Regions from separate parts of the Mus musculus genome. Here regions 1, 2, 4, 5 and 6 are each linked to region 3. A link is a contact called in public HiChIP or PLAC-seq and promoter capture Hi-C data. All regions are on one chromosome and are shown on one strand. The core of a region is the stretch at or near the end of the contact, and the rest is flanking DNA. Distances in the headings are between cores, read along the strand shown.

Region 1 (4,553 bases), core at 996-3,495, 460 kb after region 3:
AAACTCACGTCCTCTGGAAAAGCAGCCAGTGCTCTTAGCTGCTGAACCATCCATCTGTCCTTCCCCACAAGATCACCTTTTCTAAAGTTTGTTTCAAACAATGGATCTTTTCACCCTCCTATCTCTGCTCCAGTCTCTGTCCCCAACCCCTCCCCCTTGCTCCTTTAATTCCTTAGATTTTGTTGGTGTCACTTCCAGGCCAGGTGAGAAGAAGGTTTATACTAAGAAGGATTTGTAGCTGGGTCTTGCTAGTGTCCGTGCTGGCCAGGAGCCCTTTGACCTCTAGAATGGCAGGAATGCTGACAGTGTTATTGTGAAATCATTTGCATATTGTGAGGTACTTTGCATAAGATGGCATGGTTTGCATACAGGGAGGAAGATATCTTTAAAGTTCTAGTGTGGCAGCCCTAAACATCTTCTCCCTGTGGCAAAGAATCTGACTAGGCATTCTGTCTCAGAGCTTGCAGAAGGGCTTAGAAGCCCATCCTGGGAGACTTACAGGGTTGGCGAGGCGAGCCAGACAGGAGTATTTGGAAGGCGCTGGAAGTCTAGGAAGCATGCGTGTTATATTAGGCAGGTGTGATGGTACAGGCCTTTAATCCCAGCACTCGGGAAGCAGAAGCAGGCAGATCTCTGTGAGTTCAAAGCCAGTCTGGTCTCTAAATGGAGTTGCAGGACAGCCAGGGCTATACAGAGAAACTTTGACTCAGGGTTGGAGGGTGGAGGGAGGGGTATAAAAGGCTGGGGTTGTAGTTGATAGAGTACTTGCCTGGCACACACAATGCCCAGGCTGTCAGCACTGCATAAACTGGATGTAGGAGGGCACATCTATCCAGGCAGTCCACAGGTTCCAGGTCATTCTCTGCTATATAATAAGTTTAGGGGTAGTCTACATGAGACCTTATGTCAAAAATATATAAATAAATAAACCAAGAGTGGTGGCACACGTATTTAATTCTAGCACTGAGGAGGTAGAAGTAGGCAGATCTCTGTAGGTTCAAAGTCAGCCACATCTACATAGAAAGTTCCAGAACAGGCAGGGGGTTAGGGCTACATAGAACCAATCTCAAAGTAAAACGACAACAACAACAACAACCACACACACAAACACACACTGTGAGGTAGGGCATCAACTGTGATGTGTGAGTTCGGTCTGCTCTCGGAGCGCCCAGAAGGAACAAGGGACCATAGAGAGCCGCAATGGTAGGTGAGGACTAATGAGCCCCTCACTCTGTCACAGCCAGCCCAGGGGAGCACTCATTCGGCCTCTGCTGAATGTCTTCCATGTCAGTTACTGGCTGATTCCCAGAGAAGGATGCAAACATGTATCGGATCGCAAAGGAGTGGGGGGTGTTAGGCCACATCCACACCTTAGCTCCAGCTTAGACATGAGGTGGCCATCGCACGCCCTAGGGAGAGGTACATCCAAGTTGAATTCCGCCTCTGCCATATGTGTGACATATGTCTGACCCTAGGTCAACAGTCAGTACCCACCTGAAAGATAAAAACGATTTGGTAAAGTTAACACTGATTACTGAGTAAATGGTCAGTAAAGGGCTACCCTAGATCAGAGAACTGTAGCCATTGTTATTGCCACTAACTGCTCCTTCGGTCTAAGAGTTCAGGTACAGCTTTGTCAGGGTAAGAGAACACCAAGTCCTTTGTTGTATCCTGGCTTGAAATTCCAGGGCACAGGCTCTAGAAACGTGTACTGGACTTCAAAGGGTTACAGTCCTGGAGACGGTGGCCTGAGGTTCCAAGTGAAAAACCAAAGCATAAAAATAATTCGATGAGTAAGAATAAAATTCCCTCTTCTGAGGTACCCAGAGCCAGGCCCCTCCTTGCGGCAGGCACTTCCCCTTTCCCTAGCTCATGGAGGAGCCAGGCCTGCTGACTCAGAGAGCCATAGCCCTGCTCTCGTCCCGGGACGGAGCGGTTTGGCAGCCGTGCGCGCCCCCGTGTGGCCACTGCTGGAACTGCATCCTCAGAAGGACGCCACACTGAAGCCCCGCCGCCCTGTTGATCCCGGTTCCCGCGTGGGTGCCGCCCTCACCCTAGCTTAACTTGGCTAAACGCGATGCCCACGAGGGTACCCACTTCCGTCCTACTCTCCCCGCAGCCCCAGAATCCGCCCCGAGCGGAAGTGCGCTGACCGCGCGGGTCCCCCATGGTATGAGGCGGAAGCGCCTCCCCCGCCGTCGCTCCGTCTAGCCCCCCGGAGCCGCGCGCGTCGGGTTCCGGACTGTCCCGTGTGACGTGGCTGCACGCCGGGGGTGGCTCCGGGCTGGGGGCCTAGTGGTGGGGCCGGGCGAGGCAGAGCGGGGCGGGGCGCGACACTGCAGCTGGATGGCCGGGCCCGCCCGGAGCGCTGCATCTGCTGCCGCTGCCACCTCTGCCACTGCGCGGTGAGTGATCGCTGGACCCTCAGGCCGGCGTCCGGGGCGGGATGGACCGTGTCAGTTCCCAAACCTGTCGCGACTCGTCCTCAGTTTAGGAGTTGAACTTGCCTGCTCTTTGGCTCTTTACCTCTGACGTCCCACGCTCTGCCCCTCAGCCCTCCCTGCTGCCCCGCTTCTTGTCTTCTCCTTCCACCAGACATTCTAGCTCATTTTATTGACTTTCCTTTCTCTTGCTTTCTCCTTTCTCTCCATACCCCATACTTCTCTGCTGAACCTGTGGTCCCCCCTTGCCTCTGCATGACCCGCTAAGGTCTTGGCCTGGCGAGGGCCTGCCTTGGTCCCAGTGAAGCTTTGCTCGTTTGTTTGTGCTGGTGTTGGCAGTGGCGGCCGCGAGGGGTCGGGGAGGGCTGGGGCAGGGGTCACTAATTATGGCCTGAAGATTCCAGACATAGGCTTGTAGCCCACCAATCAGAGACCGATGATTTCTCTCTTAACATCCATTGGCAGATGAGGAAACTGAGGCAGTTTCAAGGTCACAGCCAGTAGAAGACGGGGCAGATCACATTTAAACTTTCCAGATTGAACTTCTGGCTTGGTTGACTCACATCCCCATCCGGCTGCCATCAGTCTGCAGAGCACATTCCTTCTGCGAGTGCTTCAGACCTCCCCTGGCATTCAGAGGACTTGCATTCCCTCCTCGATGCCAGCAGCTACCTGCATTGTCAAGTTCACCTCATATTCATCGCTGTTAGGGAGCTCTGTTACCTCATCCATTCCCTGATGAGGACACTGAGGCTCAGGCTCATAAGGGACTACAGTCAGTTAACAATCTAGAGCACCAAATTAATTAGCCATAAGTTAGTTACCACAGCCTCTGGCTCTGGCAACTGTGAGGCATCTCTTCTCTTCAGCCCCACCTCTTGTCTCTTGGTGCCCAAGAATAAGATCATTTAGGAGGAAGAGGTTTGGACTATGACTCAGTTTCCCCACCTGTGTTTCTTTGTACCACGCCATCAAGCTAAACAGTGCTGGCTTTAGACCCTGGGGTGTCTTTACCGGCACATTCTGGCAGCCAAGCCTCTCCTGGCAGCTAGAGGCACCCAACAGGGATGGTCCCTCCTCCGGTGGCTGAAGGAGCCCAGCCAGTGCCTCACCCAGTCATTAAGGAAAGTTTAGCCTCAGGCGGACACATTGACACATAGGCTGGAGCCAGCTCAGAAGGAAAATATGTGTGGTTCTTGGGAGACGTGTAGATGGGCAGAGGGTGCTCCGTGCACCCACCCTGGGGATTGTTTCCGCTGCAGAGTGAGCAGGAGGGGGATGCCATGGCCGGTTGAGAGGTGGGAAGAGACGCTGTGCTTCCTAAGTGGGGTGTGTGGTCCAGGGAGGCAGCTCACGTGAGCAGTCTTTGTGTTTTCTAGCGCCCGGCATGCCTGGATGTCCCTGCCCTGGCTGTGGTATGGCAGGCCAAAGGCTCCTCTTCCTCACTGTCCTTGCCCTGGAGCTCCTGGAAAGGGCTGGAGGTTCCCAGCCAGCCCTCCGGAGCCTGGGGGCTGCAGCTGCCTGTCGCCTGGATAATAAAGAAAGCGAGTCCTGGGGGGCTTTGCTGAGTGGGGAGCGACTGGACACCTGGATCTGCTCCCTCTTGGGCTCTCTCATGGTTGGGCTCAGTGGGGTTTTCCCCTTGCTGGTCATTCCCCTGGAGATGGGGACCCTGTTACAGTCAGAAGGTGAGTGGCCCTTCAGCAGCTGAGGATCAGAGGGGAGGGAACCTGCTGCCGGCTCTGGGGAAATGCCAGGTCTCATGTACCAGGTACACCAGACATAGTATGCCTAGCATGGAGTCCAGTGTCACCTTGGTCCTGTGCGCATAGGGTATACATATTCATTTGTTCACTCATGCATGCATCTGTTTATTATTTCAATCAACAAACATTCCCCAGACTCGTTATGAAGAATGGCTGGCAATATGGCTGCCATACTACCTGGGCTCAAATCATGGCTCTGCCACCCACCAACTATGTAGAACATGGCAATTTACTTAACCTCACTCTGCCTCAGTCTGTCAGACTTTAAAATGGGGATAATAAGGCCGGGCAGTGGTGGCACACGCCTTTAATCCCAGCACTTGGGAGGCAGAGGCAGGCAGATTTC
Region 2 (3,906 bases), core at 1,219-3,718, 430 kb after region 3:
CACACACACCTATGACCATGGGGGCCTGTTGCCCTCTCCCGTTCCCACCAACTCATCTTCCCCCACACGTACAAACACTCCCTGTGACACACTTATACCCAAAGCCGTGGAGACTCACTCTCACATGTCCACACACTCACTCTTGGGTTCCTGTCTCGGTCTCACACACAGGCATCCTCACCCTCTCGTGAGCCCCCCCCCCCCCCGTCTCACACAGGCCTATACATCTGCTCACACTCACAGACACCCACTGTTCTCTCACCCCCTGCAGGCACACACATATATATTGACACACACAGGCTCACATCGAGTCCCAGCCATCAGTACATTCACATGCCTTTCAGAACCAACCAGGTCCCACTCTCCAGTGCTACCTTGGGGCCCTCTGTTACCGCCTGACCCTGACTCCTCCCCTCCTGTTAGCCGCTGTCCATCTAGTCTCAAGAAGGCACAGTCCGACATGATGACTGTCATGTTGATTATTTGTTTGTACGAAGGTCACCCAGGCAGATTTTGGGGATCAAGGAACTGTCCCTTTTGCCTCCTCCCTCCACTGTCCTTTTGATGGGAGACTCCCTGCCACCATTAATTTCTCTCTTCCCTCCTCTTTGTCCTCCTCTCCTTCCTTTGTCTTTCTTCCCTTCTTTCCCCATCTTCTTTCTCCTCTGCCTCCCTCATCTCCTCCATCTCTCACTTGCTAGGCACAGGGATATGCACTCAGAGCCTTCCCGTCAGTCACTGGGCTTCTCCCCACAACCACAGAGTGTGCCCAAGGATTGCACAATAGTTACAGTGGCCTTGCTTGGTGGGCCAGGGCTGCCTTGAGAGCCGGTCCACTCAAGAGATACTTGGTTGAGGCTGGAGAGAGGCTCCTGAGGCTGGAGAGAGGGGCTAAAGAGCTGGTGTGGGAACTGGAGGTCTGGCCTGTGTCCATATCAGCAGGAAGAAGAGGTCAAGGGTCAGGGACAGTGGCTTTAATTGAGGCAGAGTGAACTTCTGGGACACCCTCCATCACCTGTGCTTGCCCCAGCACCTTTCCCGTCCCAGGCAGGAGAAGGGGATCAGGGTAAAGGAGAGAACAGTGAGATTTGGCGAGCCTGTCTTCTATCCTGTGAGGAGACCAGAAGCTGGCCCTCTTCCCTGGGTTTCCAGGCAGCACACTAGGCCTGCCCCTGTTGCAGGACACTGACTACGATGTCAGGCCTGAGGTGCTACGGAGGGCTGGAAGGGATAGAGAAGAGATCTGTCTCTAGTTCAGGAACGCTGAGTCAGGTGGGCAGGCCCTGCTCAGCTTTTCCTCACTGCCCCAACACCTCCAAGGGTAGGAGAAAGCAAGAGGGTCCTCTCTAAGGGATTCTGGGCTGCCATTCGCCCAAAGCTGTGACTGTCACTGAAAACAGGAGGAACAGGTGGGATCCTCCCACCTGCTAGTGTCCCTGTCCCTGCCCCACCTTAACTCTAGCCAGATCTTCTCACTCCAGTCCCAATCTCCGTCCCATTCTGGCCCCAGTCCATTCTTCACCCGATTTCTCATTGAGCTAAGTTCTAGCCACAATCTAACTGCAGGGTTTCTGCTCTGTTCTTCTCTTGCCCGGCCTGGCCCTAAGAAGCCAGTCTTGGTCACTGCCCAAGACTCTCAGATCCATGTAGGCCCAAAGCCCAAACACTTGGATCAACAGCCAGGCCACAAACTGAATGTTGGGGACCCACGGGTGACTTCGAGTTCTAATAGCCTTTGCCTCAGGAGCCCACAGGTCTTGAGTTGAAACCTCTCCTGTTGCCTCCAGAGACTCCTAGGCCAGTCTCCAGATCTCCTCATCCATGGCCTCTCAGGAGCCGCCCTCGCCATCTTCAACCCAGAACCCTGCCCTAGAGTTCGGCCTGCCACTGAACCCATCTATAAATAGCTGTTCAGGCCCCACCGATCACAGCCCCACCATGGGGCCAGCCGGCAACCCTCAGCCCGCCAGGGCATGCTCTAAGGAAGCCAATGGCCCCTCGCTGGGTCTCAGACCAGCAGCTCCGGGGAGGAAACACCAACTTCCCACTGATAGGGAGCCGGAGGGCATCGGGTGGGCTGGTGGGTTAGTGGGCAGATGGTCACACATCCCAAAGCCCCAGGCTGGGCTGGTAGTGAAGCCCCAGTACTCACAGGGGCGGTGAGGGAAAACCCTTCCATTTTGCACGCCTGTAACATCCAGCTGAGCTCCAGGTTGGTCAGATCCCCTGCTTCGGTGGGGATCAAGGCGGATCCCCCTCAGGACCAGGTGCCCCGTCGGGGGACTGGACGGTCGTGGGTCAGACGCAGGGCTCAGGCCTGCCCCCTGAGCTACAGGAGCCCTGGGTGAGCCCCCTCCCTTGACATTGCAGGGCCAGCACAAGTTCCTGATTTTATCGAAGGGCCTGCCACTGGGAGATAGTCCCCTTGGGGTGACATCACCGCCCCAGCCCGTTTGCATAAATCTCTTGCGCTACAGGAAGTCTCTGGCCGGCTGGGGCAGGTGGTTCTCAAAGGGCAGCCCTGGGAAGACAGGGGGCCAGGCCCCTGCCCAGAGGAAACTGGGGCTGGGAGGGAGAAAGGCTAGCACTACCATGGAAGGCTTCTGCTGCTCCGGTCGCTAGGCCTTGCTGAAGTAGTCCACTGTTCTTTTAGCCTAATAATACCGATTTCTTCTCAGTCCCCTCTGGTGGCCAAGAGTCCCCTCTTCGGGGGGTCAGAATAGCGAGAGCGTGGATCCCTAATTTTGAGGGTGAATTTGTCAGGTGGAGGACTTTGGTCCCAAGGCTGCCAGGCTTGGCTCTTCCTGTAGGCCCTGCAATATCTGCTAGATCGTCCTAAGCCAATTAGGGCCAACAGTAGACACTGGGTCTCCCACATTTTATCTCCTTTCCAGACTTCTCAAGTGGGCTTCCCTTCCAATTGGGAAGGACATTGGCTTCTGATCCCCTCCCCTCCCAGCTAAGTACCACAGCTGGTGTCAGATCCCTAAGGACATTGTTCCCAGCCCAGTTCTCCCGGTTTCTCCAACCCTTGAACGTTACGATCTAGACTTCCTCCTTTATAAACCTTCCTCGCACGTTTCTTCTTTCCTCTGTTTTCCTATCCTTGTCTCTTTCTGATTGTCTGCTCATCTCTCCAGCCCATCACACCACCCATCCGTCTACACATCTCTGTTCAACCAACTGCTCATTTCTGAGCTGCCAGTCAGCTCGTCTGCTTACCCTCGCGGTTAGCAACGTGCTCATTTAGCCACTTGTCTGTCCGTACATCAGCCCATCCATCTGCTAACAGTTTGTATTTTTATTTCTTTATCTACTATATGACCTTCTGTCAATCTGGCCACCTGTCCATCCATCCATCCATCCATCCATCTGTCCATCCATCCATCATTTGTCTACACATACATTCTTCCACCCACACATCCATCTATTCACTTAATCTATATATCCATTAATTCATTAGTCTGCCTATATCCATCCATCTCCCAGTCTACTCATCTACTTATCTATTCTCAATGCACTTTTCCATCCATCCATCCATCCATCCATCCATCCATCCATCCATCCAACCATCCATCCACCCATCCATCCACTTAACTATTAATCAGTCTACCTATTTACATATCCATCCATCCATCCATCCATCCATCCATGCATCTTCCCTATGTTAACCAAGCTCTATGCTGAGTTCTGGGAAAGTGGAAGGGTTTCCTGTCCTTCAGACATCCAGTCTAGAGAGTAGAGCAATAGTTCTTTTCCTCCACACACACCTGTCCCCCACTTCTGACTCCAAGGACACACACACCTCTAGGGAGACTGCTCGGTTGAGCAAGAACTTGTTTTGTTTTTGTCTTTTTGAGACAGTTTCTCTGTGTAGCCTTGACTGTCACGGAACTCGCTCTATAC
Region 3 (4,498 bases), core at 359-2,858:
ACGTCAGGCAATTTGCCTGACACCAAGCATATGCACCCACTCACAAAAATAAACAAAAGGTCCTTAAAAATATGTATATGTATAGGTGTTTTGCCAGTGTGTATGTGTGTGTGTGTGTGTGTGTGTGTGTGTGTATCACGTATATGCAGCACCCATGGATGCCAGAAGTGGGCATCAGTCCCCATGGTCCTGAAGTTACAAACGGTTGTGGCTGCTGGGACTAGACCCAACTCCTTTGAAAAGCAACCATTGCCCCCTAAATACTGAGTCCTCTCTCCAGCCCCAGGTAAAAAAAAAAAGTAAAAGTTTTGTGTACAATTTTTTCATTACAGGCTTACTACAGTGATTTAACTTATATTGGAAAAAAAAAAGTTGATTTTGATTTTCTCTTTATTAAATCGTACTTGACCAGTCACTTTAGAAAAGTCTCAAATGACCATTAACTTGATTTATATTCTCGCTCTTTAGGTCACAGAAGATGTTTTCAGGGTGATGAAAATGGAGAAAAAATATTTCACCTTTCTAAAAATGAGTTTCCAGTTCTATAATTATGCATAATGTAATACAAGCATCCTATCTGGGCCAAGATTTAATGCCTTGGTTCCTAGGAGAATTAAGAGTCATGCATAAATTTGGGACAAGTTCTGCAAAAACCTCTACTGGTGCTGAATCAGAAACTCATTGTTAAGATTCATCAACAAGAATATATTCTTTTACACACAGCAGCCTCTCTGGCAACATCTCTTTCATCCTGCCCTCCGCAAGAAACAAAATGGGATGCATTCAATCTTGCATAGCAATTACCACGACTTTGGGCAGCTCTCTCAACAAGGATTTGCTAAGCGCTAAAAAGTGAGAATCTCATTCACCTAGCGGCAAGGCCTGGCTCACCTACCCTGCTGGCTATTGTACTGGTGCCGGAAACCTTCAGAGCTGCAAAATCCCTGAACTCTGCTGACACTTTCTGAGGGAGAAAACCAAGGGCGGGGCGGCGAATGAACAGCATCCTTACAAAATCATCACAGGTAGTGGACGCAGGGATGGAGGCAGGCCCAGGCACCAGGCTCTGGTCCCGGCTCGGAGGAGACAACTAGGCCCTTCACACCCACCACAGCCCTCCCGTGCTCTTGTTCATTCATTTAACAATTCCGCGAGGCGCACTCCTCCACCAAGGGCCTGCCGGCAGGGCCCCCGCCCCGGCCTCGGACAGCTCAGCCTTCAGGCGCGGCCCGGGGCCGCCAGCGAACCTCCGAAGCTGCAGCAGCTCCCCCGCCGCGTGCTCTGCTCACCTGAACCCCCAGCCCGGGTCACCAACACAAGCGAGCGCCCACGCCCCCCGCCCTGCCAGCCGCGGGCTCCCAGGCCTCCGCCCCGCTCCGCCGCCTCAGACCTGCCGGGTTCGCGAGAACGCGGAGGCGCGCGTCCGCGGGGGCCCCGCCCGCGGCCGTGGGTCCTCTAGCGCGCGCGACGCCGGGTCCCCAGGGTCCAGGCCGGCAGGTGAGACCCACTGCCCACTCACCTCTGCCGGGTCAGAACCGAGGGGCCTGCTCTAAGCCGTTTAAAACCGCTTGGGCCGCCGCACACCCCGCAGTGTCCTCGTTGTTCATTGGTCCTCGGAGAACCGCCTATCGCCCCTTTATTGGTCCGTTTGAAAGAGCTGTGGGCACGCGCCGCCTGCGGCCTTAAAGGGAACGCGCGCAGCTGTGTTTCCCAGGGCTGCGGGTCAGGTGCTTGTCACCCAGTGGCTGGAGGAATGGCTACCAAGGCTTCTGATAGAAGAGCGAAAGGTGTGTGGAAAACTCTGCATTTCCAGTCATGATCACGTTGCCTTTACCTACTGATGTTTAAACTGCTGTCAACATCTCCCTCCCACACCTTTTTTTTTTTTTTTTTTTTTTTTTGGAGAGCTTGCAATCATTCTGTGCTGAGAGGAAAGCAAGAGGCAACTGAGATGTAGTGGAAGGAGCCTCGAATGCTAAATTGTAGTCTTGGACTTCTTTTGAACAAATCACTTTTCTCAGTTGATCTGGACCTCTGTTTCTTTGTGTAGGAAATGGGATAATTATGTTTTCCTTACAAATTTAATGTAAATGTTTAAATTTCCTTACAAGTTTAAATTAAAGACCGTGGTGGCACACGCCTTTGATCCCATCTGAGGCAAACAAATCTCTGAATTTGAGGCCAACCTGGTCTACAGAGCCAGTTCCAGGACAGCCAGAAAAATCCTACCTCAAAAAACAAACCAACCAAACAAACAAACAAAAAATCAAATTTAATGTAAGGATTTAGTACAACAAGCTGAGAGTCTAGGAATGGCCTTTATGAACTACAAGATTTACTTCACAAATGCTTGTGCTTATGAAAAGGAGAGGATTCATTTGATGAAATATGATTGTCAAAAATCTATTTTACTACATTTCATTTATGTGCACTATGGGGTGTGGTACAAGGAAGTTCAAGGACAACTTGCTAAGCACCAGTCCTCTCCTTCCACAATATGGCTTCAGGAACTCAAATTCAGGTCCCCAGACTTGACAGCAAACACCTCTACCCATTAAGCCATCTTGCCTGCACTGTTTTAGTCTTTGAGACAAGGTTCCACTCTGTAGTCCAAGCTAACCTGGAACTGGCACATAGACCAGGATGCCTCAAATTTGTAGCATCATTCTACCTACACCTTCCAAGTACTGGGATTACAGACACGTGTATAACAATGATTTTTTTTTTTTACAAATTTAATGTGAGGATTTAATATAACAAGGCAGAGACAGACCGATCTTTGATTTCAAGGCCAGCCTGGTCTACAAAGCAAGTTCCAGGACTACACAGGGCTACACAGAGAAACCTTATCTTGAAAAACCAAAACCAACCTAAGAAACAAAGAAACAAACACCCAAGAGTTAGAGAAGAAAGATGTGAGTATGGTGGGTCTCACCTGTAATTTTAGCACTCTAGGGGTAGAGGCAAGAGTATGGGATTTGAGGCAAGCCTCAGCTATGTAGTGCATTGGAAGCCAGCCGGGGCTGTAGGATGTTGTCTCAGAACAAAGATTTGGAGACACAAATGCTCAACCTCACTGTTAAATTTGAGTGCAAATTTCTAGGAGGACAATTTTGAGATCTACAGATTCTCTAGCTCAGTAATGCTACTAAGAGGCATTTATTATGCACATATACAAAAAGTGTAAGAATGTTACTGAGCCACTGGGATATTAGAAACAGAAATCTGGAAATCACATGGCCATATAAATTATGGGATGTCCATAGAACACTGCACTCTAGGTACCAACTTGTGTATTAGTCAGAGTTCTCCAGAGTCCCAGTCCCCTGGGATTAAAGGGGTGTACTACCTTGCCTGGGCCTCAGCTTTTCATGGCCATTATGCCTCAAGATCTTCATGTCAAGATACAGGTCAGAAGCCTGTGTCTTCCAACCTCAAGATCTGGATCGCAAATATGTCCTCCCATTTCTGCAATGTGGTTCATTCCAGATGTAGTCAAGTTGACAACCAGGAACAGCCATCACAGCAGAGGTGGGCCCTATTTTGAAAAATGAGTCCAAGAAAGAGTCAGGATTAGAGCCCAGAGCCTGGGAGGGCTGTTACTGCCCAAATGGAAGTGGAAAATCAGGAGAGGCCTGTCTCACGGGAAGGGAGGAGAGGCCAGTTTTAAGCTTGTTTACTCTCAGGTACCAACGAGATGTTTAAATGGAATCATCTAAGTAGGCTTACGAAAGAAGCTGGAAGACTAGATTAAGTCTTAAGTGGTATTGATTTGGGAATTGCTTTCTGTAGAGTGAGACTACAGGGGCAAGAGAGGAAGGAGTGAAAGAGAGGTGGGAAGAACAGTTACATGTAAGGAAGGAGAGGAACTGTGCCCTCAAGGAGTTTGTGGGTAGGCTACTAAAAGCAGCTAGTAGAATTTTTGGAGACCCTCAAGCAGGGGCTCCTTTTGTTACACAATTGTCTTATGAGAACACTAACGCAGCTTGGCCACCCGGCCATAGAAAGCAAAGACAGTAGAATTGCTCCCCTGGAATCTGTCCTCACTGCAGGAGGTGTAATCTTTGGGCCAGGACTCAGGCAGTATGCTCAGAGTAAGAAATATTTATATTTGAGTTAAGTTATATTTGCAAAGCTCAGACCAGCCTCAGTGAAGCCTGTGTGGTGTTTCTTTTGTCTTGCAAACACTGCCTATGGAAGTTTTGGGGGTCTAAGCCTCACCTCCAGGGAATTATTTTTAAGCCAAAATAGCATTATTGCAGATCTATCCAGGTGTCATTCAAAATAAAGTTTAAACTCAAGATTTATGAAAGGTCAGTGAGGCTGTTGAACTTGTAGCAGCATTACAATCTGATCTGCCTACTCTACTTAGAATTATTATCGATTTGGAAGGTTGTTTTTTCCTTTGCATCCTGATAATTGTAAAGGGTTTGCTTCTAGTGAGTTTGTAATCATTGAAAGGTTTTACCTCGTCTTCAGTTTGCTATGTCCACCAACA
Region 4 (4,572 bases), core at 1,105-3,604, 410 kb before region 3:
GGTCAGCACTGGCAGTAAGGAAGTGGTCCGCTATCTGCTGGATCATGGTAAGCTGCGTTGCTGGGGCTGGGAGGGAGAAAGGGGGAGCCAGGCTCTTAGCATCCCCTTTCCTTTTATCTGCAGCACCTCCAGAGATCCTTGATGCTGTGGAGGAGAAGTGAGTATCTGAGACACAGGCCCCTGGTTCACCAGAAAACCACCTTCCTTCAGGTCTAACCATTTGGTCACCCAGAGCCCAAGAACCCTTTGTGGCTAGCACTGAGCACCCTTCCCCCTCTTGCCAAACTCCTGCCCTTTCTAATGGCTGTTGGGAGACTGCTGGGCAGGCCTAGAGAACTGCAAGTGTCTACAACCAGCCCCTGTTCCCCAGTGGGGAGACCTGTCTACACCAGGCAGCCGCCCTGGGTCAGCGCACCATCTGCCACTACATTGTGGAAGCCGGGGCCTCCCTCATGAAGACAGATCTGCAGGTGAGTTGCCTGGCAGAGCACAAACTCACCCTTTCCCAGACTTGGGGGCAGGGCTAGGGAATTTCAAGCTCTTCTGAGCCAACACAGTCCAGGCCCTGAGAAACCTGAGCCAGCAGGGGGAAAGCTTGTGACCTCTGAGGATACCCTCCCCCTCTGGCTCCGTAGAAGAACCCCTGCCCTTTCCTAAGGCCTTGGGGGCCCTTCCACCCTTTTCCAGGGCGACACTCCCCGGCAGCGCGCTGAGAAGGCTCAAGACACAGAGCTCGCTGCCTACCTGGAGAACAGACAGCATTACCAGATGATCCAGCGTGAGGACCAGGAGACAGCTGTGTAGTTAAGGGGACCATGGATCAACAAGGGACACTACCAGAGGACTCTCCTTGCCCATCTCACTGCCACATTCCTGTCAGATGGCTATGGGGGGACCCTGCCACAGGGAAGGAGCCCCGTGCCACCCCCTGAGAAGCTGTTCAGATCTAGGGCTGGACTCTAAGGAGCTGGACTCTCACCTGTCCCTGGTTTCATGGGGAACAGGAAACAGGCTGGGCTGGCTGGTTCCCTCCCTTCAGGGCAGCCTCCAGCTCACCACAGCAGATGGAAGGGCTGGACAGAGCTCAGCATCGATGTCAGGGAGGCCTGCACTCAGCAGGACTTTCAAAAGCCACCTGATCCTTTGGGCTCTCTGGAGGGTTCTGGGTACCTAACCCTCCTCTCTGATCCACCCACCCTGGGCATCCCAGAAACTCAAGAGCCTGCTGTATTCACTTGCCCGCTGCCCTGCTTGGCACCTACCCTGGTCTTCCTCCTCATGTATCCAGCCATTTCATTTCGGACTGTATGGCCTGGGGTGGGGGGTGGGGCTCCCACGGTGACTTGTTTACAGCTGGGTGTGACTCAGTAAAGTGAATTTTTTTTCCTTTCTTGTTTTCTTTTTTTCTTGTTGTGGGGGACTCACATGAGCAATGGTGTGTGCTGGGTAATCCTTGGGGTCGGGGAAATGGCCACCAACATCTCAGATCACTTCGGGAGATGGGTCTGCCCCGATCCTGACCTCTGCCTAGGGCCTTAGGCTCACAGCGCCTGGGGCGGAGCTGATTTTCCCGCTCCTGCAGGGATGATAACAATGAAAGTAAAAGAGGTGGGGCGGGGGCCAGGCTTGGGTTCTTTGGTCTTTTGGCCCTGTGCCCTGGAGCAGTCCCCTCCCCCTGGCTTGTACTGGGGGGGGGGGGGGGGATCTGCTTGAGGTGAGCCTGAGGCCCCAGGGTCAGGGGTGGGCGGTTATCACCTCCGGGGGAAGCCCGGTCTGGAACTTCTCAGACAGCTCTTGTCAGCGACAAGATTTACCAAACTCATTTCTATGTGCTTCCCCATCCCCCCCAACGCCCTTCCCTCCTCCTCCTCCCCCAAACCTGCACTAGAAAAAGGCTCTCGAGCCTTGCTCACCCGGAGCCATCTGAGGTCCCAGGTACCCAGCTCCCTGCCACATCAGAGACCCTTCTTGCACTCTGAGTGAACTGATTAAAAAAAAAAAAAAAAAAAAAAAACCAAGCCGGAGGTGAGCCGGGCCTCGAAGGGAAGGTTCGCGGGTGCGGTGGCCGCCCCGAGCCTGTGACACCAGGACATACTCCCGGGGCCCGCGGTGGGCAAGCGAAGTGGTGACCTGAGAGCTGACAGGCTGCGAGAGGGAAAAGTATAGACAGGCCTAGACCAGGGGAAGGGGAGGGGATAGAGAGCTGGGCCTGCTACGAGGGGACCTGAGCCAGAAGCGCACTGGTAAAACCGAACTCCAGGACCAGAGACCCAGAGATCAGAGGTGAGAGGCACAGACGCGGGAGTCCCGGCTCGGCGAGGGGCGGGAGTGGAGGCGGGGACTAGGGGGGTCTGGGGAGGTGCGGGTTTGGGGGGAGGGGGCGGGTCCTTCCACGGGATGGGGGGAGGGGCGGGGGCCCATGTGACCGGCTCAGACCGGTTCTGGAGACAAAAGGGGCCTTAGCGGCCTTAGCGGGACAGGCCGGAGCGGGAGGGAGCGAAGCATCGAGCAGTGAGCGAGTGAGCGCACGCAGTGGCTGTGGCCCCAGTCCCTTCAGGCGGCTGCTCTGCCACCAAGGGGGCTGAGGTGGGGGTGGGGGTACGCTGAGACATCGGTTCCAAGTCCTCCCTCCGTCTCCCCCTTGTCGGTCCGACGTTTTGGGCCTGGAAAGTGGGACAAGTCAGTCAAGGGTGGGAGGTCCTTCCCGCGGTTCCTAGCGGAGAAGAGACTAGGCGAGAAACTCTAACCCAGGTTTTACCCCTAGGATGCAGCACCGAGGCTTCTTCCTTCTCGCCCTTCTTGCCCTCTTGGTGGTCACGTCCGCGGTGGCCAAAAAAAAAGGTGATGGGATAGGATGGGCTCAGGAGTAAAAGCTGGGGTGGGCAGGTGAGGCAGGCCGTGTGACCAAGTGCTGGTCCGGCACGCCATGTCCTTAACTTTGTTCCTTGCGCCCTGTAGAGAAGGTGAAGAAGGGCAGCGAGTGTTCGGAGTGGACCTGGGGGCCCTGCACCCCCAGCAGCAAGGACTGCGGCATGGGCTTCCGCGAGGGTACCTGTGGGGCCCAGACCCAGCGCGTCCATTGCAAGGTGCCCTGCAACTGGAAGAAGGAATTTGGAGGTGAGGTGGCGCGCGGGAGGAGGGCGGGAAGCCAGAGGGTATGTCCTTATAAACCGGAGGCAGGGAGGACATCCACAACCCTCCTGTCTCTCACCGTGGGGCCACTCTCCCATCAGCCGACTGCAAATACAAGTTTGAGAGCTGGGGGGCGTGTGATGGGAGCACTGGCACCAAAGCCCGCCAAGGGACCCTGAAGAAGGCGCGGTACAATGCCCAGTGCCAGGAGACCATCCGCGTGACTAAGCCCTGCACCTCCAAGACCAAGTCAAAGACCAAAGGTCAGCGAATATGGTGGGGTTGTGGGCCAGGCTACTCCATGCTCTGTCTCTGCAGAGCAGTCTTAAAGTTAGGAATGGGCAGGCACTTGAGGGCCACTCTCAGGAGATGCTAAACCCTCTGCCCAAGTAGGAACTACTCTTTCTGTTGGATCATCCGACCTGGGTTCCTGGGAAAGGCTTGTCTTTGTCAACTGAGGAAGGTGGGGTGGGATCAGGGAGGAGTTAACTCTGCGCTTAAAACTATGGAAAGGCTGTCCCAAAGGTACATGCTGCTACCTGACTCCCAACAGCTATTGAGGCCAGCAGGGCAGAGGTGACTCTGCCCATTTCCCCGGTGAGGAACTTGGAGTACTCTGATCCTAGATGAAAATAGAAAGTTGAAAGTCAGGCTTGGTAGCTCGTGCCTGTAAAAAGCGGCACTTCAGGACTGAGGCAGTAACACTGCCTTGAGTTCAAGGTTACAGACTGAGAGACTTGAGAGTCTGTCTTTAAAGGGGGGGGGGGGGCGCGAGGGTTAAAAAGTTGAACGAATAAAGAAAGGTTTCATATCACATGGCTGCCCTTTCCCACCACTTCCAGGTGAACTGGTCAGTCACCACTAGGGGGCAGGATTTTCTCTCCTTGATGGACATGTCTGCGTTGTCTGGTGAGTCCGAGCTAGGTCACCCACCGCACTAATGCATCTCCGTTATTGTTTTCCAGCCAAGAAAGGAAAAGGAAAGGACTAAGTCAGGAGGCCAGAGAGCCTCCGGCCTCGCCTGGAGCCTGAACGGAGCCCTCCTCTCCCACAGGCCCAAGATATAACCCACCAGTGCCTTTTGTCTTCCTGTCAGCTCTGTCAATCACGCCTGTCCTCTCACGCCCACACCAAGTGCCCAAAGTGGGGAGGGACAAGAGATTCTGGAAAGTGAGCCTCCCCATACCCTCTTTTGTTCTCCCCACCCTGATACTTGTTATTAAGAAATGAATAAAATAAACTCACTTTTTTCCAATAAAAGCTTCTTTTTTAATATATAAAAGCCCCTTCCCAGTTTGCCATGGAGCTCTGTCGGAGGTGGGAAGATGGGGAAAGATGGACTGAGGGGAGCTGAGGGCTATGAAGGAAGTGCTCCCTACAGCTCGTGGAAAAAGAGCAGAACATTTACAAAAAAAAAAAAAAAAAAAAAAAAAGTCTCCC
Region 5 (4,296 bases), core at 234-2,733, 470 kb after region 3:
GCACCATCCTCCTCCTGGTCATTGGGGTCAACGTCCAGCAACTAAGAAAGAAAATAGGCTCAGTTCCCTTCCCAAAATCCACTACTGTGTGTGCTCAAACAGTTCCCTAAACCCACAAGGCCACAGGCCTTCCTTCCCTCCTCAGTCTAGCCTTAAGCTTAATAAACATAGATGATGTGTTAGGGGGTTGACAACACCTTTGTTGAGGTGCTGCTTCTGTTTGCAAAGTTCATCTGCCCCAAGAAGGAACAAAAGAAGAAAATGGCAGAAATCTGTGACACTTCTAAGGTCTTTGCAGACTTAAACATTGCTTTTTACACTCTACCCTATGGGCCCCATCCCTAGATGTCTCCAAGCCTCCTGCCTCCTCCTCTTCCCACACACAGACACACACCTCGATGACATTGGAGACAAGGTACGGCAGGGTTTTGTTCACTTTGATTTTCTCACTGTTCTCTTTGATTTTGTCTTTCATGGCTTGGAGTTCATGGGTGACTCGCAATACTTCACTCTTCATGATCTGGGATAAGAGAAAACCAATGTTCAACCCTGATTCAGCCTGCATTCATTACAGCCCTCTAATAGATGAGGTCCAGGTTACCCGGGAGACCCATCCAACCAGATCTCAGGCTTTCTGAAGGCCCAGCCTGTACATGTCCAAACTGCAGAGGTCAGGACAAGAGGCCAGTGGGAAAACCTCCTGACAAAGCGGCTGTGGGACAGGGCTAGGTATTTTCCATGGGTTTGAGTGTGAATTCATCCCTCTCTGAGCCTCGGGTTCCTCATCTGTAAAATGGAGATCTGAGAACTCCGCTGCCTGCACCGGAGCCAGGAGCCCACCTTGATCTCGCTGTCTAACAGCCGTGTGCGCTGGACAATCTCTTCCGTGGACATCTTGAGCACCTCCTCCCCAATGCCATCTTGCTGTTCAAATAAGAGAAGAAGTACTTATTTACTGTAACTCAGAGCTGCCATCCCACGGTCCCACAGCCCCCTCAGCGCCTGCTTCCTTAACCCAACAGCAGGATGAAGTCGGGACAACCCAAGAAGCTCTGCAACCAGTCCAGACCGGACCTGGCCTTCCAGCCACCTCCTTTCCCGGCCTCCAAGAACGTCTAACCTTATAGCCCAAACTTTGGGACGCCCCTCAGGTCTCCCAACACTCACCTCAGCTTCATCCCACACGGTCGCCATCTTCTCCTGCCGAGTCACTGGACTCTCGGGCGTCGGCAGCAGATTCATTTCCTGCATGAAGAGGCCGAAACTGGGAGTGCGCACGAGCCCCTGAGGGAGCCCAGCGCAGCCTTTCTCAACGTCTTCTCTCCACCCGTGGAGAACTTCACCCGCGATTCCTGACGCGACAGAACGGGTTCTGTCCGCGTCTCCGAGCGAATCTGCCGCTGGGACTCCACGAACCAAACCGAGGCTACAGGGCCCGCCCCGTGGCTCGCCGGTTGCTCCGGTTTGTGCGGGAGCGAGGGCTGGGCTGCTATTGGCCGGCGTACAGGCGGGGCGGGGCTTGCTGCACAACCGGAAGAGGCGGGAGGCAGGAGAAAGCCGCGGAGTCTTTCGGGAAATGCAGTTTTTAGCCTGGCGGATAACTGAAAAGGAGTTTGCACAGGTGCCGGTGCAATCTAAGAACCCAGGTAAACTTGGAATTCACGGATTTGCAAAATGTCCAGTGTGGTGGCGCATGCCTTTAGTCCCAGAACTCTGGAGGCAGAGGTAGGCGGATCTCTGAGTTTAAGGTTAGCCTGGTCTAGAGTGAGTCCAGGAGAGCTAAGGCTACACAAAGAAACTCTTGTCTCAAAAACCAAAAACAAAAGGGAGGGAGGAAGAGGGGGGGGGGAGAGGGAGAGAGAGAGAGAGAGAGAGAGAGAGAGAGAGAGAGAGAGAGAGAGAGAGAGAGAGAGAGAGAGAGAGAGAGAGAGAGAGAGAGAGAGAGAGAAAGAAAGAGAAAGAAAGAAAGAGAAAGGTTGAAAAGAAACTGCTAGGTTTGATGGCACATGCCTGTCATCACAGACACTGAGCCACTGCAAAGATGAAGCAGAAGGATTGCTGCATATTAAGGCCACCCTGTGCTACATAGTGTATTTCTAGCTATTCTGGTCACACTGTGAGTCTTAAACAAAAATAGCCTAACAAAACCCAGATAAACCATTGCTTCTACTAATATTAATGCAGATCTAACTGTCCACATAGGGAAGTTATTTTTGTTACAATGTACTGTATATATGTTTCTACTCTTGTTTAAAGTATTATATCTACACAACTCATGTGCTGTAAAGTTCTAGTCCTTTAAAAAATTTTATTTATTTATTTTGATTTTTCGAGACAGGGTTTCTCTGTGTAGCCCTGGCTGTCCTGGAACTCACTCTATAGACGAGGCTGGCTTGAATTCAGAAATTCACCTGCCTCTGCCTCTGCCTCTGCCTCTCAAGTTCTGAAATTAAAGGCCACCACTGACTGGCAGATTTATTTATTATTATAAATAAGTACACTGTAGCGATCTTCAAATGAACCAGAAGAGGGTGTCAGATCTCATTATGGGTGGTTGTGAGTCACCATGTGGTTGCTTGGGACTTTCAGAAGAGCAGTCTTACCTACTGAGCCATCTCTGCAGCCCAAGTTCTAGTCCCTGAAAGCTGCTATTACAAACTGTTTAGGATAATCTGAAAGGCAAGTTAGTAATTAGTTACCCATAAATAATGACATTTATGGTCATGTTAGATACTAGTTTAGTTAATTACAGAAATAAGCTTTATTTAGTCTAAAGATGTTTTCAAAGTTACACAGGTTGTAAATAGCTATAAACAAGCAATGCTTGCCTATTCAACATAGTCTATGTCGATAGATGGTCTTCAAACACTTCAGAGATCTATAGAATATGGCATTTAAGATGTCTTAATAACAAGGCTTTTTTTGTGAAATTGAGATGCATCAGCTCCTGGCATTACCTAAATATTATTTCAAAAAGATAATGGGCATTGAAGACCCTCCATATGGAGTTTGATTCATATGTGGCAAAGCTAGCCACCTGGCAAAAGACTGTCCTTGCTTCAATTGCTGACAACATGCTGTCTAAACCATGGACAGTGGGACACAGAGGAAGTCAACTGCCAAATGTTTCCAAGACAAGGTAGGCCAGTCCTTCATAATTCCCACTTCACAAAAAAGTGTGTCAGATCCAGGACAGCCAGGGCTATACAGAAAACCCTGTCTCAAAAAACAAACAAACAAACAAACAAAAAAGTGTGTCAGACATTGTGGCCTGTAGGCTGAAGATAGATACCCCACCACTGCAGAGGAACCTTGGGTGAAAACAAGGCAGCCAGCAGCCAGCAGCCAGCGGTCTCTGTCATTGCTGTAGTCTTGGAAGCTGCTTGCTCAGCACTTCCTGTTTTCTCGGGTCTCTGATGGGATTGAAGACTACATAGTTGCAGTCTCACATTAAGCTTAAGTTGTGAACGGTTTAAGAAAATGCTTTTAGGTCTAAGAAGATGTTTTTAGGTTAATACATGCAAGTTATGATAAAAGTGAATTAGGTACAGAACTTTGTACTCAACAAGATAAGATAAAGAAAGGTTACTTTCTTCAAGTTTGCCAAATATAAATGGACTGGACATTATGAATGTAATTTTTGTTTTTGTTTTTTTGGTTTTTCCAGACAGGGTTTCTCTTTGTAGCCCTGGCTGTCCTGGAGCTCACTCTGTAGACTAGGCTGGCCTCGAAATCCACCTGCCTCTTCCTCCCAAGTGCTGGGATTAAAGGCATGAGCCACCACTGCCCAGCATGAATGTAATTCTTACCTGATAGCTTTCATAATTGTTCTTATTGTATACAGTTTATTGATGTTAGAGAAAGAGCCTTTTATTGGACAAAGACAGGGAGAGTTTTAAGGTGATCTTTTTGTGCAATACAGTCTAGCCCAAACAAGGCACCAGAATCAGTAAAAGACCCTGTCTCAGGGGGTGAGAGGAAGCAAAAAGCAAGAAGATACTATTTAGACCTCTATCCTAGCCATGCTCATATCACACACACACACACACACACACACACACACACACACACACACACACAGGGAATACAGGACAGGAGGTGGGAAAGGATGGAAGATCTCAGCCTGTTTGGGTTTCTCATTATGAAGAATGACGGGACCGATCAGTTCTCTTGAGAGTAAAAGAGTAGTGGTGGTTGGGGAAAGATGGGAAAGACAGATGGTTTGAGAACATTGCAGTGCTGAGGGAAATTAGGACTCACCAGGGAACCATCCCAGCAGGAAGCTGAGATTCTGAG
Region 6 (4,579 bases), core at 1,087-3,586, 410 kb after region 3:
GTCATGCAGCTGCAGGTGCTGGCCCACTTTGCTGCTCAGGTCCACCCACTTGCCCTTGAACCACTTGACCACAGGCGGTTTCAGGAGGCTGGCCCCAGCCACTCGGGCTGAGAAGACAATGCTGCCGCCTGCAAGAGAAAGGTGACTTCTCCGACCTTGGTCCTCTGGGGCTTCCTTTCCCCTAACCCCGAGTATGAGCACAAAGTTCCCACTTACCCACGGTCACCTCACCATCCTGTGGTCGCATCAGAAAGAGGCCAATAGGGTCATCAGGGGCTCCCTGATGCTCTGCAGCTGAGCCATCCTGGGTTACCGAGACTGACCCTGAAAAGAAGGCTTTTGAGGTCTGTCCTGGGATATTCCCCATCCATTGGCCTGTCCCTCGTTGTCCAGCCCTCTTTACCTTCAGGACTTGAGACACTTTCTTCCAACTCAGTGGCTGGAGCAGGGACTTCTTTGGGGGCTCCTGGAGCAACTTCAGATTCTGCCTTCTCTGGAGGGGCTGAGGTGGGGTCATGGAACAGTTTCTAATTAGAGCCCTCCACTCGGATATCAGACCTATGTCCCACCTAAGATACATTCCACTTGTACAGCAGTATCCTAGGCTCTTTTAGCCACTGGCCTCACTCCAAGAAGAGGAGCCAACTTGCTTCTCGTCCTCCAGCACTCACGATCCACCTGTCCCATGTCCAGATTTCTGCTCTGAGCAGCATTGTGGTCCATCTGTTGTCCCTTTCCGAGCTTTGGCCTTGACCCAGCACCACCACCACCAAGCTCTTAGGATTTCCCCACTAACACATACAGCTAGCCAAGTCCTTATCTGGGTGACCAGGCTCTGGGTCTGCTATGGGAGTGGACCCTTCCTAGAACACCGCTCTCGGGTTCCCACCTCCACAGTGCAGAAAGAGCTGCAGCCACAACTAATGCTTAGAGAGATCTTGGAGCAGAAGAGCAGAACGGGCATTTCTGGCTTACAGCATTGCCAGTGCCCAGAGTCCATGCCCCGGACTCTGAGTTCAGGGCCCCGGGGCGAGGTCAGCAAGCTCTTACCTGGCTCTGTGACCTTGAGGTCAAACTTGACCTTTGAGGAGCCTGCAATGACCGCGTAGGAACCCTGGTCATCAGGGCTCGCATCCCGCACTGTCAGTGTGTGTCGCTTGCCCTCTGCTGCCAAACCATACTTGTCATTGGCGGTGATGTCGCTGCCATCCCGCTGCCACCGCACCTTCACGCCTGACCGCTCCGTCTCAGCCTCGAACACGGCAGCACTGCCAGCGGTCACCTCCGCTGACCTTGGCTTCTTGTTGAAGGCTGACACTGAAGAGCCAGATGGAACTTGCAGGAAGTAGGCTCCCTGGTACCCCACCCCCGACACCCTTCTTCAAGAAGACTGTGTAGTAAGCACACCCCAAGCTACTTGTTTAATGCTCCAACAGTTCTATGGGGTGGGTGCAGCCATATTTATGTCTCAGGTCAGGTGAGGTTAATGACAGATGAAAGAGTCCAGGCTGTTGTCCCCACCACCATATAAGACGTCCCTACCTTCCTGCTTGGGAACACCAGTGGTAGGCCCAGCCTCCCTTCCCATTGTGGAACCCTTGGCAAGGGCCCCAGCACTCTGCCTACTTGGGATATAGCTAAATTTGTCCTCTGAGGGCTTCAGACTAAGAATGAGCAATTGAGATAAGGCAGCAGGGGCCTGGGGGCTGGGGACTGGATCCCTGACCCCATGACCTCTGCAAGGGTGTTGGCCTGGTCCAGGTCTTTGGCTACAGTCTTTGTCCTTGGCTTGCCTGTTCTATTCCAGAGAAGAGAGGCACTGTCCCCCCACATCTGGAGCCAGGTCTCATGTGAATACCCTAGGGTTTCCAGCTCATGTGGCAGACACTCAGAGCTGGAAAGGGTCGCTACCCCCTCATCTCAGTACCCTTAGAAACTGAGCTCAGGGGCTCAGCTCCACTGGAGCCTAAATTGAGCTCCTTGAATTGAGGACCCTGGCTGAAGAAGAAAATACAGGTCCAGACAGAATGGGCTGTTGACCCTGGATTCTTCCTGACTTAGTGAAGTCATCTCTCAGTGGCCCTGACACCGAGTTTATCCTTGATCTCATTAGAGGGATGGGGAATGAAGCAGAGAATTAGACAAAGCCCAAAGAGGACCATCCTGTCCCTTCCTGGAACCCACAGGCCTCATCCTACACCGGTACCTAACCCTGCCCACAAGCCGTGTGCACCACTGACCCAAACCCTTACGTGGAGCTACCTGGTTTCTTCCCTGGCTCCGGCATCTTGAGAACAGTCACACCAGGCATCAAGCAGGCCACCCAAGGAGGGACTGAACAGTGTCCTGTGTTCTCACTATTTATGAGGACTGCCCCCTCCCCAGCCCTGCTTATCAGCCTCCTGCTAGCCACCTGCTAAATATAGACAAATTCCATCCAGCTGAGGTATCTTCATGGAGAAGATAGAGCCACTTGGTCCTCTGGCTTCTCCTCCCCACCCCCAGCAGGACTGGATAGCTTCCGCCCTTCCACTCCTCCATGGATCTCAGGGGTAGCCCCACCTTTGTCTGTGTATCCAGCCACCAGAAAATTACACTGTCGAGGTGCTCTTGGCCCGTGACACCCACAGCTAAAGATCGAGGGCACAGGTGCTGGGTGGGAGAGAGGGTATCCAGGGCTAGCTGCTGTTGTTCTTTTGGTCAGCAGAGCTTTGGCACACATTACTGCACCACAAGGGGCAGGGGCTGGCCTTGGACCACGGAATCCTGAGTGGGCTTGGCGGAGGGTTAGGCAGGGAGGGAATCTGCTGGGAGTTAGTCCCCCCCACCCCACCCCACACACACAAGGGACAAACTAGGCGAGCCTGCAGGCGAGGGCATGGGAGTGGATCTCTAAATGTCCTCCCAAGTAGAGGACAGGAGCAGAGCTAGCTCTTGCTAAAGTCACAAGGACTAACCAAAGATGAATGCAGAGCATTCCAAATCCCCCCAGCTGCCACCCCACTGCCACTGTTCTTGTTCTGTGACCCTCAGTTGGATCAGGCTCATCAGGTGTAACAGGGGAAAAAGTAAATGACGGGGATCTCCATTAAGGAATTCTAGACTAGAATAGATAGCTTATACCAGAAGGAGGGAGTTCACATATAAGCATTTTCCAGTCAATAGAAACCTAGCCGTGATTTCCACCCAATTTTAGTTACTTTAGAGTCATATCACCTGCTCCTAAGTCATGTGCATGAGTGTGTGTGTTGAAGCTATAACTAGCAATCCAGGTTGGTCTCAAACCAATGACAATCCTCCTGCCTCAACCTAAGTGCTGCTATTCTGGGTATGCACTGCTATGCTTATCTCCGAGTCGTCCAGAGAACTGGTCTGGGGCTGGAAGAGAAGGCTCAGTGATTAAAAGCACTTGTTCTTGCCGAGAACTCAGGTTCCGGTCCAAGCACCCACACAATACCTCACAACCATCTGTAACTCCAGCTCCAGGGGACCCAACACCCCTCTTCTAGACTGCAGGCACCAGGCACACACATGGCACACATACATATACGCAGGCAAAAAATTTGTTTAAATGTTTAAGGAACTGGTGTTTGAGAGCCAGAAGAAGAAGAAGAAGAAGAAGAAGGAGAAGAAGAAGAAGGAGGAGGAAGAGGAGGAGGAGGAGGAGGAAGAGGAGGAAGAGGAGAAGGAGGAGGAGGAGGAGGAGGAGGAGAAGGAGAAGGAGAAGGAGAAGGAGAAGAGGAAGAGGAAGAAGAAGAAGAAGAAGAAGAAGAAGAAGAAGAAGAAGAAGAAGAAGAAGAAGAAGAAGAAGAAGAAGAAGAAGAAGAAGAAGAAGAAGAAGAAGAACCAAGTTGGTAAAGGTGTCTGTTGCCTGGTGACCTGAGTTCCACCTCTGGGGTCCACTGGTGGCAGGAGAGAACTGACTCCTGCAAGTTGTCACTGACCTCCACATTTATGCTGTGGCAAGTGTGCACACTCTTACACACACACACACACACACACACACACACACACACACACATACACGATAAATGAATTAAAAAATACTTTTAAAAAACTGCTGCTCTCTTACTGAGCTGTCGTCAGCTCACATGCCATAGCCTTCTCTTGAGACTCGGCAGTCTGACTAGGGGACATCAGCGTGGGCTATGAGGGACCCACATAGCCAGGAGGTGTGCAGGGGTCTTTCCCCCTATAGTGTGACACCCTAGGGTTTGTGTTTCCTGAGGTGTGCAGACATTAGGAGATGTCCTCACTCCCTGTCTGCCACCACCTGCCTACATTCTGTCTACGTCACCTAAATGAAGCAAGATGTTTATAGATGTCCCTTGTCTGTGGCCCCTGGGAGTGCTTTGAAGGGAAGGCTGTGCTTGTGGAGTCTCCATTAAGAATGCTTTGTGGCCAGGCTAGAGAGACGGTACAGCCGGTAAAGTTGACAGATGCTATATGATCAGAAACACCTGTGCTTATTGCTGCGGCCACCACCACCACCACTCTTGGATGGTGTCTCACTCAGAAGATTGCTAAGGACTTTTCAGTATGATCCCTGAGCCCTGATAACAAGCCAAGACTTATCTCA

What was found. Promoter capture Hi-C pulls out the DNA fragments that hold promoters and counts their contacts. HiChIP or PLAC-seq counts read pairs in DNA pulled down with a chosen protein or histone mark. Capture Hi-C pulls out chosen DNA fragments and counts their contacts.
Region 1: a promoter capture Hi-C map of adipose tissue shows a contact between it and region 3. The contact joins the promoter of Slc39a13 here to the promoter of Ckap5 in region 3. A contact is called at or near these places in 16 of 39 promoter capture datasets (the 3T3-L1 cell line, the C10 cell line, the HPC-7 cell line and 9 more), 1 of 484 Hi-C or Micro-C datasets (embryonic stem cells), 4 of 115 datasets of contacts at active chromatin or transcription factors (astrocytes, embryonic stem cells, extraembryonic endoderm stem cells and 1 more) and 4 of 9 other capture datasets (adipose tissue, embryonic stem cells, liver and 1 more).
Region 2: a contact with region 3 is called in an H3K27ac HiChIP or PLAC-seq map of microglia, with 11 times the contacts expected there. The contact joins the promoter of Spi1 here to the promoter of Ckap5 in region 3. A contact is called at or near these places in 12 of 39 promoter capture datasets (the 3T3-L1 cell line, the C10 cell line, the HPC-7 cell line and 7 more), 2 of 115 datasets of contacts at active chromatin or transcription factors (bone marrow-derived dendritic cells and microglia) and 1 of 9 other capture datasets (pancreatic islet).
Region 4: a contact with region 3 is called in a promoter capture Hi-C map of liver, with 2.6 times the contacts expected there. The contact joins the promoter of Mdk here to the promoter of Ckap5 in region 3. A contact is called at or near these places in 5 of 39 promoter capture datasets (the HPC-7 cell line, cranial neural crest, hematopoietic stem and progenitor cells and 2 more), 1 of 484 Hi-C or Micro-C datasets (embryonic stem cells), 1 of 115 datasets of contacts at active chromatin or transcription factors (embryonic stem cells) and 1 of 9 other capture datasets (liver).
Region 5: a promoter capture Hi-C map of adipose tissue shows a contact between it and region 3. The contact joins the promoter of Psmc3 here to the promoter of Ckap5 in region 3. A contact is called at or near these places in 8 of 39 promoter capture datasets (the HPC-7 cell line, the SN4741 cell line, cranial neural crest and 4 more), 3 of 115 datasets of contacts at active chromatin or transcription factors (astrocytes, effector CD8 T cells and large pre-B cells) and 3 of 9 other capture datasets (adipose tissue, embryonic stem cells and liver).
Region 6: a promoter capture Hi-C map of hippocampal neurons shows a contact between it and region 3, with 4 times the contacts expected there. The contact joins the promoter of Mybpc3 here to the promoter of Ckap5 in region 3. A contact is called at or near these places in 6 of 39 promoter capture datasets (the 3T3-L1 cell line, hippocampal neurons, liver and 2 more), 7 of 115 datasets of contacts at active chromatin or transcription factors (embryonic hindbrain, embryonic limb bud, embryonic stem cells and 1 more) and 2 of 9 other capture datasets (embryonic stem cells and liver).

What each region holds. Positions count from the first base shown.
Region 1 is chr2:91,068,007-91,072,559 of GRCm38.p6, reverse strand. Slc39a13 (solute carrier family 39 (metal ion transporter), member 13) reads left to right here and starts at 2,245. Exons shown (of 10, transcript NM_026721.3): 1 at 2,245-2,405; 2 at 3,821-4,129. The coding sequence starts at 3,829. Gm39874 (predicted gene, 39874) reads right to left here and starts at 2,209. Exons shown (of 2, transcript NR_166131.1): 1 at 2,054-2,209; 2 at 937-1,494.
Region 2 is chr2:91,095,240-91,099,145 of GRCm38.p6, reverse strand. It overlaps Spi1 (spleen focus forming virus (SFFV) proviral integration oncogene), which reads right to left and starts at 2,468. Exons shown (of 5, transcript NM_011355.2): 1 at 2,153-2,468. The coding sequence starts at 2,197.
Region 3 is chr2:91,523,872-91,528,369 of GRCm38.p6, reverse strand. It overlaps Ckap5 (cytoskeleton associated protein 5), which reads right to left and starts at 1,608. Exons shown (of 44, transcript NM_001165989.2): 1 at 1,520-1,608. It also overlaps the pseudogene Gm13770.
Region 4 is chr2:91,929,641-91,934,212 of GRCm38.p6, reverse strand. Mdk (midkine) reads left to right here and starts at 2,354. Exons shown (of 5, transcript NM_001012336.2): 1 at 2,354-2,519; 2 at 2,765-2,841; 3 at 2,959-3,117; 4 at 3,234-3,395; 5 at 4,098-4,408. The coding sequence starts at 2,766. The coding sequence ends at 4,123. Dgkz (diacylglycerol kinase zeta) reads left to right here. Exons shown (of 32, transcript NM_001166597.1): 29 at 1-47; 30 at 124-157; 31 at 371-470; 32 at 688-1,386. The coding sequence ends at 804. Gm39876 (a long non-coding RNA gene) reads right to left here and starts at 1,996. Exons shown (of 2, transcript XR_866530.3): 1 at 1,914-1,996; 2 at 1-1,576. It overlaps Chrm4 (cholinergic receptor, muscarinic 4), which reads right to left. Exons shown (of 2, transcript NM_007699.2): 2 at 4,384-4,572.
Region 5 is chr2:91,051,203-91,055,498 of GRCm38.p6, reverse strand. Psmc3 (proteasome (prosome, macropain) 26S subunit, ATPase 3) reads right to left here and starts at 1,483. Exons shown (of 12, transcript NM_008948.2): 1 at 1,168-1,483; 2 at 841-924; 3 at 395-520; 4 at 1-41. The coding sequence starts at 1,251. It also overlaps Gm13778.
Region 6 is chr2:91,115,901-91,120,479 of GRCm38.p6, reverse strand. Mybpc3 (myosin binding protein C, cardiac) reads right to left here and starts at 2,336. Exons shown (of 35, transcript NM_008653.2): 1 at 2,263-2,336; 2 at 1,051-1,317; 3 at 404-502; 4 at 217-324; 5 at 1-128. The coding sequence starts at 2,311.